Regions from separate parts of the Sus scrofa genome. Here regions 2, 3 and 4 are each linked to region 1. The links are chromatin contacts, called in public Hi-C and HiChIP or PLAC-seq maps. All regions are on one chromosome and are shown on one strand. The core of a region is the stretch at or near the end of the contact, and the rest is flanking DNA. Distances in the headings are between cores, read along the strand shown. Region 1 overlaps AKAP2 (A kinase (PRKA) anchor protein 2). Region 2 overlaps PALM2 (paralemmin 2). Region 3 has its middle 73 kb from the start of AKAP2. Region 4 has its middle 47 kb from the start of AKAP2.

What was found. Hi-C and Micro-C count contacts between places; a contact is called where the count stands out from the background. HiChIP or PLAC-seq counts read pairs in DNA pulled down with a chosen protein or histone mark.
Region 2: a Hi-C map of skeletal muscle shows a contact between it and region 1, with 6 times the contacts expected there. The contact joins two enhancer-like sites. A contact is called at or near these places in 2 of 5 promoter capture datasets (fetal skeletal muscle and liver), 33 of 47 Hi-C or Micro-C datasets (adipocytes, adipose tissue, blood and 17 more) and 2 of 2 datasets of contacts at active chromatin or transcription factors (alveolar macrophages and skeletal muscle).
Region 3: an H3K27ac HiChIP or PLAC-seq map of skeletal muscle shows a contact between it and region 1. The contact joins two enhancer-like sites. A contact is called at or near these places in 1 of 47 Hi-C or Micro-C datasets (liver) and 1 of 2 datasets of contacts at active chromatin or transcription factors (skeletal muscle).
Region 4: a contact with region 1 is called in an H3K27ac HiChIP or PLAC-seq map of skeletal muscle. The contact joins two enhancer-like sites.

The regions. Positions count from the first base shown.
Region 1 is chr1:251,162,891-251,165,988 of Sscrofa11.1, reverse strand. The region is part of intron 2 of AKAP2 (A kinase (PRKA) anchor protein 2); the gene reads right to left. Among named protein-coding and RNA genes, the nearest start is that of C1H9orf152, 54 kb to the left of the region's middle. Within about 2 kb of position 1,403, at least 12 of the 83 cell types and tissues checked have an H3K27ac peak or open chromatin away from gene starts, as enhancers often do. A contact at or near this core is called in adipose tissue, retroperitoneal adipose tissue and skeletal muscle, where this site is marked.
Region 2 is chr1:250,930,633-250,933,730 of Sscrofa11.1, reverse strand. The region is part of intron 3 of PALM2 (paralemmin 2); the gene reads right to left. Among named protein-coding and RNA genes, the nearest start is that of PALM2, 110 kb to the right of the region's middle. Within about 2 kb of position 1,595, at least 16 of the 83 cell types and tissues checked have an H3K27ac peak or open chromatin away from gene starts, as enhancers often do. A contact at or near this core is called in adipose tissue, retroperitoneal adipose tissue and skeletal muscle, where this site is marked.
Region 3 is chr1:250,993,277-250,996,374 of Sscrofa11.1, reverse strand. It overlaps a transcript of AKAP2 not described here. Among named protein-coding and RNA genes, the nearest start is that of AKAP2, 73 kb to the left of the region's middle. Within about 2 kb of position 1,649, at least 29 of the 83 cell types and tissues checked have an H3K27ac peak or open chromatin away from gene starts, as enhancers often do. A contact at or near this core is called in skeletal muscle, where this site is marked.
Region 4 is chr1:251,018,950-251,022,047 of Sscrofa11.1, reverse strand. It overlaps a transcript of AKAP2 not described here. Among named protein-coding and RNA genes, the nearest start is that of AKAP2, 47 kb to the left of the region's middle. Within about 2 kb of position 1,512, at least 14 of the 83 cell types and tissues checked have an H3K27ac peak or open chromatin away from gene starts, as enhancers often do. A contact at or near this core is called in skeletal muscle, where this site is marked.

The DNA of each region.
Region 1 (3,098 bases), core at 154-2,653:
CGATGATATGAATCTTTGGATTATAAGCCCAGTTCACAAATGAGAAATATCCTGCCTGGTGAAATGGGTCTGAGAAACTTGCAAAAATTATTACTTTAAGGTAAGGAGGGATATTGAATGGATTGTTGATATTGGACCATTCGTCTGAATGAAACTAGGAAATGAAAACTGGAGAAGGAAAGAGTTTTGCTTCTCTAAGAGAAGCATAGTTTAAGAAGAAAAACTTAATTAAACAATAAGAATGAAAATCACAGTAAGCAGCAATTCCCCCAGCAAGATCTTTGGGTTAAACACATTTCTAGCAATATGGTGGGCTTGACTCTACAAAGATGATCACCCCTCCCAAAGACAGAAAACATTTTCATGGTCATTTCTAATTTTATTGTCACCCAATAGGCTTCATAACAGCCTTTGTTTTTTAGAATCACAGCTGACTATTGTAAGCTAATTCTTGAACTCAAGATTTTGTAAGAGGAAACTTTAATTCTGAGAAAGTAACTATAAAAAAAATCTCAACTAGGGCTAGAAAGCAACTTTATAAAGCATGTTGTGCCATGTATGTCATGTATGTAGCTGCCAAAGAATAACTCATAAGTAACTCTGCTAAGGTTTTCTAGGTCTTAAAACATAACAATAACTGCAATCTCAAAAACAATAACTCTTATTGGAAGCCTTTTGTGCACCAAACATTGACGGTACTAACTTATTGATGAGGTTGGTACTGTTTTATTCCAATTTTACTGATGAGGAAACTGAGGTTTAGGGAGGTGAAGAAAGCTGGTCATACAGCTAACGAGGAGTCGAATCAGGATTGGAACTTAAGATGGGAATCCAGAGAAATGACTGTCGTGTTTCAGCACATAATAATCCTTGACCAGTTTCTTCACAAATGGTATGAATTTATATTTGAACAATGAAAATAAAAGACAGACTGAGAATACCTGTGATGTCAAGATGCATACCACTTTGGGGGAACAGCTTTGATGTTTACGTTCAAGGTCATGAGAAAGGAAGTACCATTGCATAGAACATGAATGTATTCTCTGGTGTTCTAATGGCCTGTCCTGCACACTCTTCCCACCACCGCCCCCACCCTCCACCCCTGAAGGAGTCAGGAGCTTATTCACAGAGAGGAAATGGATCTGAAATCCCAATCTCCCTAGGGAAGCACGCGGCAAGTCACCACGGTTAGTAAGAAACTGTCATATCCTGCCCTAAACTCCAGTAGTCACAGGGGCCTTCCTGCTCCCAGGCCTGGCTTAGATTAGCTCAATTTCTTTCCAGATACAGAGGAGGAATCTTTCAAGAATTAGGTCCTCTGATTCATCTTTTTGTTCTCAGATCAAGACTGCATCTTTCTTTGCATGTGGCTGAGTCAGATTGTTTTGGAAGCAATTCCCCTAACGTGGAGCATGGAGTAGCCAGGCATGAGTAAAGGGTATGGAACAAGGCCACCACATGGTGTGGCCGACACCCTGGGTCTACCAGAAGGCCCAGCACAATCAGCAGTGCTGGCAGAACCTGTCAGAGAAGGGAATGGCCAGAAGTGTAGTTCTTCTCCACAGTTCTCTGACCCAGAAGCCATGACCATGGGCTTGTCACAGAAGGAGACCAGAGTCTATATCGTCTCAAGAGTGAGGCTGATGGATTTAACCAAGGCAGCTGCCCTTTCCAAACCACTGAAGGGAATGTCCAAAAAGAACTTTGAGAAGTCTTGATCTCATTGCACACTTTTGCCCAAAATGCCAAATGCTACTTCAACCTAACCTTTTCTCACCAATTCTTCCCAAATGGTATGCATTTTTTTTTAAATGAATTTATTTCCTGGGTTCAGATAAATAAAAATACATGGAGTTTCTGGTCCAAGGCAAAAGGAATGACTTTAAAGAGCAAAAAGAGAACAGCACAGCATACTCATGGTATTCAATGACCACCAGATAACTAACTTGGCCAGCTTTGGCCCCACCCCACCAAATGTGTTGAGGTCACAGAGTGAATGCTTATCCTGGCTCATTCCGCAAATTAAGAAATGGATTCTTGGAGTTCCCATTGTGGCTCAGTGGGTTAAGAATCTGCTGTTGTCATTGCTATAGTGTAGGTTTGGTCCTTGGCCCAGGAACTGACATGTGCCATGGATGTGGCCCAAAAAAATGGACTTTGAAGTCAAATGAGCCTGAGCTTGAAGCTGGCTCTCCCACTTCCTGGCTGGGTGACCTTGGGAAAATGACCTAATAATGTCTCTGGGGTCTGGTATTAAAAAGGGAATAATACAGGATCTGGATCCCTTAGGCACCATTCCGAAATCTCAGAAAAGCTCTGAAAACGAAGTTTTACCATAACTTATGTAGCAGCACAACCTGACATGAGCTGGAATGAGGCTCTTCTTGGTCTTTATCATCCCGCTTACCAGAACTAATCCTTCCTAGGTTTCACAGCAGAAATTGAATTTGATGCCAGATGCTCTGTCCCAGATCCCACTGGGTGTGTTAAGCAATAGTACATGCATTGCATTGCTTTTCTAAATAATTGTGTATACACTTGACGGCCTTTCTAAAATCAGAAAGATAATCTGGTCTCAAGAGTTTGGATAATTTGGATTCTATTTTAGGGGGCTACTGGGAGGATTAAATGAGGAAATGAGAAATGAGGAAAATGTGTGCGAACTGACTAGAAGAGCACTCAGCTTTAAGGGCTTGGTAAGTCGCAGCTACCAGGACTAGCCTTGTGTCACCAGAGAATGTTCAGGAACACCAAAAGAAAAATAACCATCTGTAGGATATTCCACATTTGGCTCTAGAACCATCACACAACTAGCTGGACCCATAGGAGCTGCACGATTTACACCTACCAGAGTTCTCATTGTGGCTCAGTGGGTTAAGAACCTGACTAGCATCCATGAGGACACGTGTTTGATCCCTGGCCTCGCTCATTGGGTTAAGGATCTGGTGTTGCCATGAGCTGTGGTGTAGGTCATGGATGCGGCCTGGATCTGATGTGGCTGTGGTTGGGATGTAGGCCGGCAGCTACAGCTTCAATTTAACCCCTAGTTTTGGAACTTGCATATGTCACAGGTGTGGCCCTAAAAAGATTTAAAAAAA
Region 2 (3,098 bases), core at 346-2,845, 230 kb after region 1:
GAGGTTGAGACATTTCAGTAGAACTGGAAGGATGAGAAAAAATGATCAAGGCAGAGGTGTCTAGAAGGCATTATGGGCCAAGGGGATGGCATGGACAAAGGGACTCTGAGGCAGAAACGTGCAAGGAGGTTCAAGCACCTCTGTAGCTTAAGTTCACTCAAGCACCTGTGTAGCTCAAGTTCACTCAAGCACCTGTGTAGCTCAAGTTCACTCATGCAGGGAAGAGAAGGAAGTGGAGGGGAGGGTCCAGGACGTGATGGCTCTTGAACGCCACTGTGAGCAGTTTAGATTGGATCCCGAAGGCAATAGGAAACCATTTGAGCTTCTGGTTTGTCCATCTGCTTTTTCTGTTTGTTTTTGTTTTGCTTTGTCTTTTGTCTTTTGAGGGCCACACCCGCAGCATATGGAGGTTCCCAGGCTAGGGGTCTGATTGGAGCTGTAGCCCCCCGGCCTATGCCACAGGCGCAGCAATGCAGGATCTGAGCTGTGTCCACGACCTACACCACAGCTCACGGCAACGCTGGATCCTTAACCCACTGAGCAAGGCCAGGGATGAACAGTTGGGTTCGCTAATCGCTGAACCAGGACGGGAACTCCTTGTTTATCCATCTGTTTTAAAGGAGTGAGCAGATCAGCCGTGTTCCAGAAAGATCACACCCACACCTGCCGCTGGGTGAATGGTAGAGGTGGATGTAGGGCAGAGGAGCAGAGTGAAAGCAAAAAGATCAATTAAGGATTTATCCAAGCAGGAAACGAGGTGGCCGTGCAGGGCATGGACTACTATGAGAAGCAAAAGAGTTCCATGGATTGACATTTATACCCTAATAAAACTGAGGACGTCCTAGGTCAACCTCTTTGCACCAGTATGGCCCCACAGGCTGGGCTGCCAAACAAAAATGAGTGACCTTCAATTGTGACACTAACAGCAAACGCAGCTGAGGGAGCCCAGTGGTGTGGACTTAGCAAGACCCTCGGCTTTCCCTTCTCCCCCAGCACTCTCTCTGCCTGCCGCTGTCCAACTGTTAGAGGTACCGGGAGCTTCTCTTCTCTGGGCAAGAGGGGCAATACAGCAGCAGCCATCTATGAGCCCTTTGATGGTGTTCGGTAAAGAGCTGGCCAAGATCCGAGTTTGAACCTCGAGACCCTGATTAAAAAACGTTCCGAGGACTGAAACGGTCTCAAACCTATTTCTACCAAGAAAACCAGCCCTCAGCCTGAAATGTTGCATCACCGCCCTCCCGTGGCCTCAGCAGGAAAGAACATGGAGCTAGAGACTAGGGTCAGCATGGAGTCTGGGCAGATGCTGAGGCTTCCCCTGGTTCCCTGCAGCGAAGAGACGGAGTCAACACCTAGCACCTGGCACCGTGTCTTCTTTGAGTGTCCTGCATGGGCTGTAGGCACATCGTGGCCCTGCACTATTGGTTTCCCCTTGGCACGTTCAGAGTCTCTCTGGCATCTTATTTTTCCATCTTACAGATACAACAGAGACATTTTTCATCTTTGAAATGCTGCAAGAAGGCCTCAGGAGGCCCTTTTCCCGGGGTGCATCTGGTTTTCAGAAGCAGCTACAGCCCCCTGGCTCCAGCTCACGTGTGCCCCCTAGTGGCCTGTAGGCTGCGCAGACTGAGAGAGAATGACCTTGGTGGATGAGCCCCGCCCCTGACCTGCGCTCTGGGAAACCCAGCTTAGGGCAACTGAGTGGACCGGTGTCCCACGGAGCCCCTGCAGAAGCTCAGGAAAGTCACACACCACATTCATTATGCGATTTTGACACAAAAACTTTCAGAACTACAATAAACTTACACAAATATTTTCTCTGATGAACTTTATCCTGACAGACTTAGCCCTGATTCTGTTTTATGACAGCCAGCTGAGAAGTCCAATGAGAAAGATGTCTATTTTGGGGTTTTCAGATCCCAAAGGAAAACAAAACCTTCCTTCTACCAAGAGTCTGCCAATGAGAACCTCCAGATACAAAATGTTTCACATGTAGAGATCAAAGCCTGGGTCACAAAGCATTATGTAAGCCGAAATAGAGAAGCTCTTAGAAGCAAGACCTGCATCGGGTCCAAAGGAGAAGAATGCCCTTTAAAACGGATCCAGAGGCTTGTGCTTTTAATGGAAGCCTTCTGTCAAAGGGATGATCTGATTTGCCACTTGAAATGGAAACTTTGGGATAAAGAGTACTTTGTGTCCCCAAATAATATATTTAAAAAAAAAAAAAAGCTGCCTCTTCTCAGTGACTTGGCTTGTACAGAACTGGCACAAGCCATCTCTTTATCCAGCTGTGGTCCCACCCCTGGATGTGTCTGTTATTCCTGGATCCGGAGGCTAAGGGAGAATTACCTGTTGAAAGCACAGGAAATCTCACTGCAACACGCAGCTGTAAGAGAGAGCTCAGGGCAGACTAGATTGGGTATTGAAATAGTGCAGGCACTTCAGTGTGGAAGATCTCACACGGGGCACGAATTTGTGTGTGTGTGAATGACTGAAGGATCATAAGCTTCCTAGGCACAGATGAGGGTTCTCGTATTCCCACAAAACCCAAATCATCCCTCAAATATAACAGCAGACGTGTGTGTCATGCTTTACAGCTTACAGAGTCCTTTCACAGCAGTTAGGGATTGTTTTGTTCCTATCTGGGGTTTTTTGTTTGTTTTTCCATTATTTTGTTTATTTTTCAATAAAAAAAATTTTTTTGGACACCCTATGGAGTTCCCCGACCAGAGATCAGATCCGAGCCGTAGTTGCAACCTATGCCGCAGCTACAGCAACGCTGGATCCTCGACCCACTGTGCCAGGGGTTAAAGCACAGGTATCAAACCTGCGTCCCAGTGCTCCAGAGACATCACCAATCCTCTTACGCAGTAGTGGGAACTCCTATTTATTTATTTTTAAGTTGAAGTATGGTTGGTTTACAATGTTGTGTTAGTTTCAGGGGTATAGCAAAGTGGTTCAGTTATACATATATACATATCTTTTTTTTCCAGATTCTTTTCCTTTCTAGGTTATCACAAGATATTGGATATAGTTCCCTGAGCTATACAGTAAGCCCTTCTTGGTTATCTACTTTATATACAGCAGTGTGTATATGTTAA
Region 3 (3,098 bases), core at 400-2,899, 170 kb after region 1:
GCTGGATGCCAAGTCCAAGGGCTCCCAGCCTCTGCCAAGGTTCTCGTCCCTCGGTGTGGCCTGGAAGCCATGCAGACTTTAGTCCCCAAGGGACCATGAGGGCCAGGGTAACAGACAAAAGTGAGGGGCAGGGATGGTGGGCCTACCCCCTGGTAAGCATGGCACCTTCACAGGAGACTGGGTCCAGGGGACTCCCAAGAATGCCTGGGACTGAATACCTGCCAGGCCAGCAGGCCTGCAGCTCAGAGTCGACCAGAATTTGATTTAAAGAAAATAGGTGTTATTTCTTGCCCATGAGTTTTCGGACCCAGCTTTCTACCTGCTACCCTTTGGGAGTGAATTTAGGAGTTGCAATAAGTGAGAAAGATGCTGGAAGATTAGGACGGTGGAGGCGGCGGTGGGGGGAGGTTAGGCAAGAGCAGGCTCGGGGTCCCAGGCATGAGAAAGCAGAAGCTGTGGAGGGAGCCACAAACTGTCCACTTTGGCCCAGACCACAGGGGTGGAGCTGCCCAGCCTTTGCACATGCTGGCCCTACTGCCTGGAATGTTCTTGGCATGGCTACCCTTCCAGTTTTTCAGGTGTTAGCTGAGAGGTCCCATCTAGACAGAACTTTTCTGGGAGAAGGGTGTGTGTGTGTGTGTACATGTGTACACATGTATGTTAGACCTGTGCACATAGTGTGGTCTGTGTACATGTGTGTGGTGTGTGTAGGGGTTGCAGGGAAGAACTGACGGCTCACAGGGCCTTGCAGTCTGCAACCCCACCACTGCTCAGCTGCTTTTATGTCACTATTTTCTCTTAGCCCCTCATTCCCTAAGGGTCCTTCTGGCTGTGTCCAGCTCCAGAGTTTTGTAGCCAGGACAGGAATTGGGTTGAAGGTCACTCCCTGAAAATCTGGGCCTCCTGTTCTGTCATGAGGAAATCCTGAGATTCTTTTTTTTTTAAGGGCCATTCCCACAGCATACGGAGTTTCAACAGGCTAGGGGTCTAATCAGAGCTACAGATGCCAGCCTACACCACAGCCACAGCCACACAGGATCTGAGCCACAGCTGCGACCTACACCACAGCTCATAGCAGTGACCCCCTGAATGAGGCCAGGGATCAAACCCAAAACCTCACGGTTCCTAGTCAGATTTGTTTCCATTGCACCACAACCGGAACTCTGAAATCCTGAGATTCTCCACGTGAAGACAGAAGGCCGGCCACAGAGAGCCTTTCCTTCTGGGTGTTTGAAAGTGAAACGCAGCTGCCCAGGCAGCCCCAGAATATCACATCTGCATACCCGGCGGGGAGGGCCCTCCCCAGTGCCTCGGCACCAGCCCCGAGTGGCTTCACGTGAAGCCCCCAGATTTGGGGGGGTGGGAGTGGAGCTAGGTGTGAGGGGTAGATGCTGAAGGCCAGATGCAGGATTGGAGGCTCCTCTTTCAGACACCTGTGTTGCCCACTCCAGCCAGGGCACCATCACACCTGCCAGGCTGGCAGAAAGACAAACATCTGTCTTGGCAGGGTCCTGCCCATTTCCTGTTTGCTGATCTGGCTAGAAATCCCCAGAGAAAATCTTTTCCTCAGAGGTTCAGTCCCTTTGGCTCTGCTGAGCCTATAAACAGGAAGTGGACTGAGCTGCTTAGACAGGAGATAGCGTAAGGATCAAAATAGCCACTGTTGATCTTTGTTTTCTCCCGAGAGTCCAGTTTCAGTTTCCATTTAGTGGAAGTCCAGAGGGAGGTTTCCCAGTCAATCCAGGCCCCTGGCCCTGAGGGCACCCAAAGCTGCAGCACAGACCACACCCCTAGGACTACGATTCTCTGAGCACACACAGGAGTCCCTCTCCCCTTGGGAGCTGTGCTCAAACCAGTCCTGGAGTTCAAATCATGGCTCAGCACTAACGAACCTGACTAGTACCCATGAGGATGTGGGGTCAATCCTTGGCCTCATTCAGTGGGTTAAGGATCCCGCATTGCCGTGAGCTGTGGTGTAGGTCGCAGATGCAGCTCAGATCCTGCACTGCTGTGGCTGTCCTATAGGCTGGCAGCTGCAGCTCCAATTTGATCCCTAGCCGGGGAACTTCCATATGCTGCGGGTGCGGCCCTAAGAAGCCAAATAAATAAAAAGAAAAAGGCGATCCAGAATTCGAGACCCCAGAGCTTCAGTCCTAACTCCTTCCGCATTGACTCATTCATTCATTCATTCAATAAATATCTACGGGTCCTCTTTGGGTATCAAACATAGTGCTGAACCACTGCAGCGAAAAGGGCGAAGTCCCCGCTTTCAGAAAACTCATCATCTAGGGCTGGAGATGAGACCCACATGTCCATACGCCCACTGCCTGCTAGGGAAAGAGGCCCACGTGACCACAAAACACCTCAAACCCACAGATTTAAACACAACCGTGTCAGCTTTCCCTGGGACCTCATTCTCAGCTTTCTGGTCTTGCCAGAACTTCCTTAAGCACGTCCCTGTGGGGGTTTTAAGACATGTCTGCAAATCCTTTGTCATTTTTCCCTTCAAGACACAGAGCCTAACTGCCTCTTCTGCATATCGACTAGCTCACTTTTTTTTTTTTTTTTTTTCCTCTCATTTGGCCGCATATGGAGCTCCTGGGCCAAGGATCAGATCCCAGCTGCAGTTGCAACTTATGCTGCAGCTGCAGTAACACCGGATTTTTAAGCCACTGTGCCAGGCCAGGGATCCTACCTGTGTCCTGGCCATGCAGAGATGCCGCCAATCCCTTTTCACCACAATGCAAACCCCTCTATCATATTTTAATGTTGAGACATTCAGTCATTTGGCGCAATCACTCAAAACAGATCTTGGTCACCTGCACCTGTCACAGATCAGTGATGACCACGTGTTCCTTTATCTGATGTGAGATGTGCCTATTCCTTCCCCGGATCTCTTGTTCAACAACAAACAACAATCACTGAATCGGCAGGCACTTTGCTAGGCTCTTTCCTGTACGGGATCTCATTTCCCTTTCAGGTCTCCAGAGAAGAGAAACTTTTTAGAAGACACAGAAGCAAGAGGCTCACAATCAAATGATGTGCATGGGAGCTCCCTGGCCGGTAAGCAGCAGAATTGGGATTGCATCCTGTGTTTT
Region 4 (3,098 bases), core at 263-2,762, 140 kb after region 1:
GCAGAAACCCAGAGCTAAATCAAAGCTTCTAATATCTTGGGAGTTCCTGTTGTGGTGCAGTGGAAACGAATCTTAACTAGTATCCATGAGGATGCAGGTTGGATCCTTGGCCTCCCTCAATGGATCAGGGATCTGGTGTTGCCGGGAGCTATGGTGTAGGTTGCAGATATGGCTTTGATTCTGCGTTGCTATTGCTGTGGCATGGGCCGGCAGCTGCAGCTCCAATTTGACCCCTAGCCTGGGAACTTCCATATGCCATGGGCATGGCCCTAAAAAAGACCAAAAAAAAAAAAAAAAGCTTCTAATGTCTGTATGTGACTGGGATCATAGGATCATAATTAGCACCTCTCCTGGCTTTGCCCAGCTAACTTTTTTCTACAAATACTGGTGATGATTTGGTCCCTTCCTTGCCTCACAGATTATCATAGTTCTTAAGCAGAAATTGCTTTAGCCACATGGGAATTCCCGGTTCCCAGTTTTTAGCAGATCTGTAGCCCTGCAGGTGGGGAGTCAGCTAGTCTGGTGTTATGAACTGAAGGATGTTCCCCTCAAATTCACTATGTTGAAGCCCTAATCCCAAGTTCCTTAGACTGTGACTGTATTTGGAGGTAGGGTCGTTATTTATTTTATTTTTTTGTCTTTTGTCTTTTAAGGGCTGCACCTGTGGCATATGGAGGTTCCCAGGCTGAAGCCACAGCCACAGCCACAGCCACAGCCACACAGGATCCAAGCCAAGTCTTCGACCGACACCACAGCTCATGGCAATGCCAGAGCCTTAACCCACTGAGTGAGGCCAGGGATCGAACCTGCATCCTCATGGATGCTAGTCAGATTCGTTTCCACTGAATCACGACAGGTAGGGTCTTTAAAGAGATGAAATGACAATGAAGCTGTCCAACTGAGCTCTAATTCATCCTGACTGTTGTTCTTCTCAGAAGAGACCTTTGGACTCACAGCGGAACACCAGGGGGGCCTGCACACGGAGGGAGGACCATGTGAGGACACATGGAGAAGATGGTCACTGCAAGCCAAGCAGAGAGGTCTCAGAAGCAGCTTGATTTTGGACTTAGAGCCTCCAGAACTGTGGAAAAATACACCTATCTATCTATCTATGTATCTATCTATCTATCTATCTTAGTCAGTCTTTTTATGGCTGCATGCATGGCAAATGGAAGTTCCCAGGCTAGAGGTTCAAATTGGGGCTACAGCTGCCAGCCTATGCCACAGCCACAGCAACCCAGGATCCAAGTTGCATCTGTGACCTACACCACAGCTCACGGCAACATGGGATGCTTAACCCCCTAAGCGAGGCCAGGGATTGAACACACGTCCTCATAGATACTCGTCGGGTTCGTTATCGCTGAGCCACAACAGGAACTCCGGAACATACATTTGTGTTGTTTAGGCAGTCCTCGCAAATGAATCTACTTAAATAACAGAGGGTCAGGGCAGGAAGCAGGAGAGCCTCTGATTCACAGCCGATGGGTGTGGAACATCAGGCAACTCCCAGAACCGGGTCTGAAGTACGGCTGGGGACCAGAGCCTCCCCTCAGGGTCAGAGAGTGAAGAGGAGCAAGACTAGTGATGAGGGATGGGGAACCAGGAAGCAGTCAGGATGGATTCCAGAGATGCGGCCAAAGCCCTTGGCCTGGGATGTTAAATGCTCTTAACAGGCTGTTTGTGCCTATGTGTATGTTGCGGGAGGCAGGAGAGGGGAGGGTGGTGGATGGGGTTTGTTTAAAGAGTTTTGAGTCTGAAGTGCTGCTGGGCTGAATGTGCTGAAGGCAGAAGGAAGAGATAGCAATTAATTTTTATATTGTTTTATGACCCTGTGCTGTTTTCCATTCAAGGGTGCCTGTGTAGTTGGAAACAAACAAGCCTGATGTTTCTCAAGTTTAAAAACCCATTTGGGAGTTTGGCTTGATCCACTCACAGAAGTCTGGAAGCAAAAACACAGATACCGTTTGACCAAACTTTTGGGATGCATCCATAACGCTGCATTACGGTATTTATAACCCCAAGTCTCCTTTCTCCAATCATGGGCAAATTTATCTACTGCTTTCTTGGACACAGATGCAAATTTTTAAAGCATCTACAACTCAAAATGACACAGGATCACTCTGGCGATTTAATATGTGATGGGGACAAAATTATTAATGTGAGTTCCTCCTCCCCCCCCCTCCCCTCAGCTGCTACAAGGAATCCGGTCTTGGCTGGCTCCATTTCTCTTCCTGTCTTGCCCTTAAAGGAGAGATCAGTATTTGCCAGCTCAGAAGCTAGGCATTTATAATTCAGAATTGGGGCAATAAGTAGGAAGAGACAAGCTAGAGAGGCAGGAGGAAAAGGGAAGGGAAATCAAAAGAAACGGATGTTAAGCTGCCTAGCTTTTAGACAGAGTAGATCACTAGATTGATAGATTAATCAATCAATCGATCAATAGATAGATATACAGGCAGACGGATGGATGGATGGATGGATAAAATCTAGGCAGCTTAGCATGTTTTTGGTTTTCCCTTCCTTTTTTTTTCCTGCCTTCCCACCATGTCTCTTCCTACTAATTTCCCCCAAATCTATCTGTCTGTCTGTCTGTTGATTGATCAATCAATCAATCAAAAGACACCAGTGGTCTGAGGGAAGGAACAAAGGAATCATACTGGACATTATTGCTTTGTCTTCTCCAACACTGATTCCCTCTTATTATGTAAATAGCACCCCAATTTCCCTTCGTGTGACTCCTGTGGGGCGACCTCCGTTCCTCAGCTTCCTTCCTCAGAGACTAAGCAGAGTCCCTGAGATGAGTTTTGGATAAGCAGGTGACAAAACATGGGGACAGGGTTGGCCCAAAGAGAGCCAGCCCTGGGACTCTCCTGAGAATGCTGAAAAGGAGGACTTTTCCCAATGAGTTTGCTAAACTGCTGAGATTCATCCTGGGACAACTGGTGACCACATGTGAAAAACAGCTTTCCAGAAAACAGAGCCAGTGAAGAGGAATGTAAAACTGAGGAACGGAGTCTAAGTCAAAAGAATGACTCCTGGACTTCATCATTTTTGAGAAAGTCGAAACTTTTTTTGGAAACTACTTTGAATTAGGATTTGGT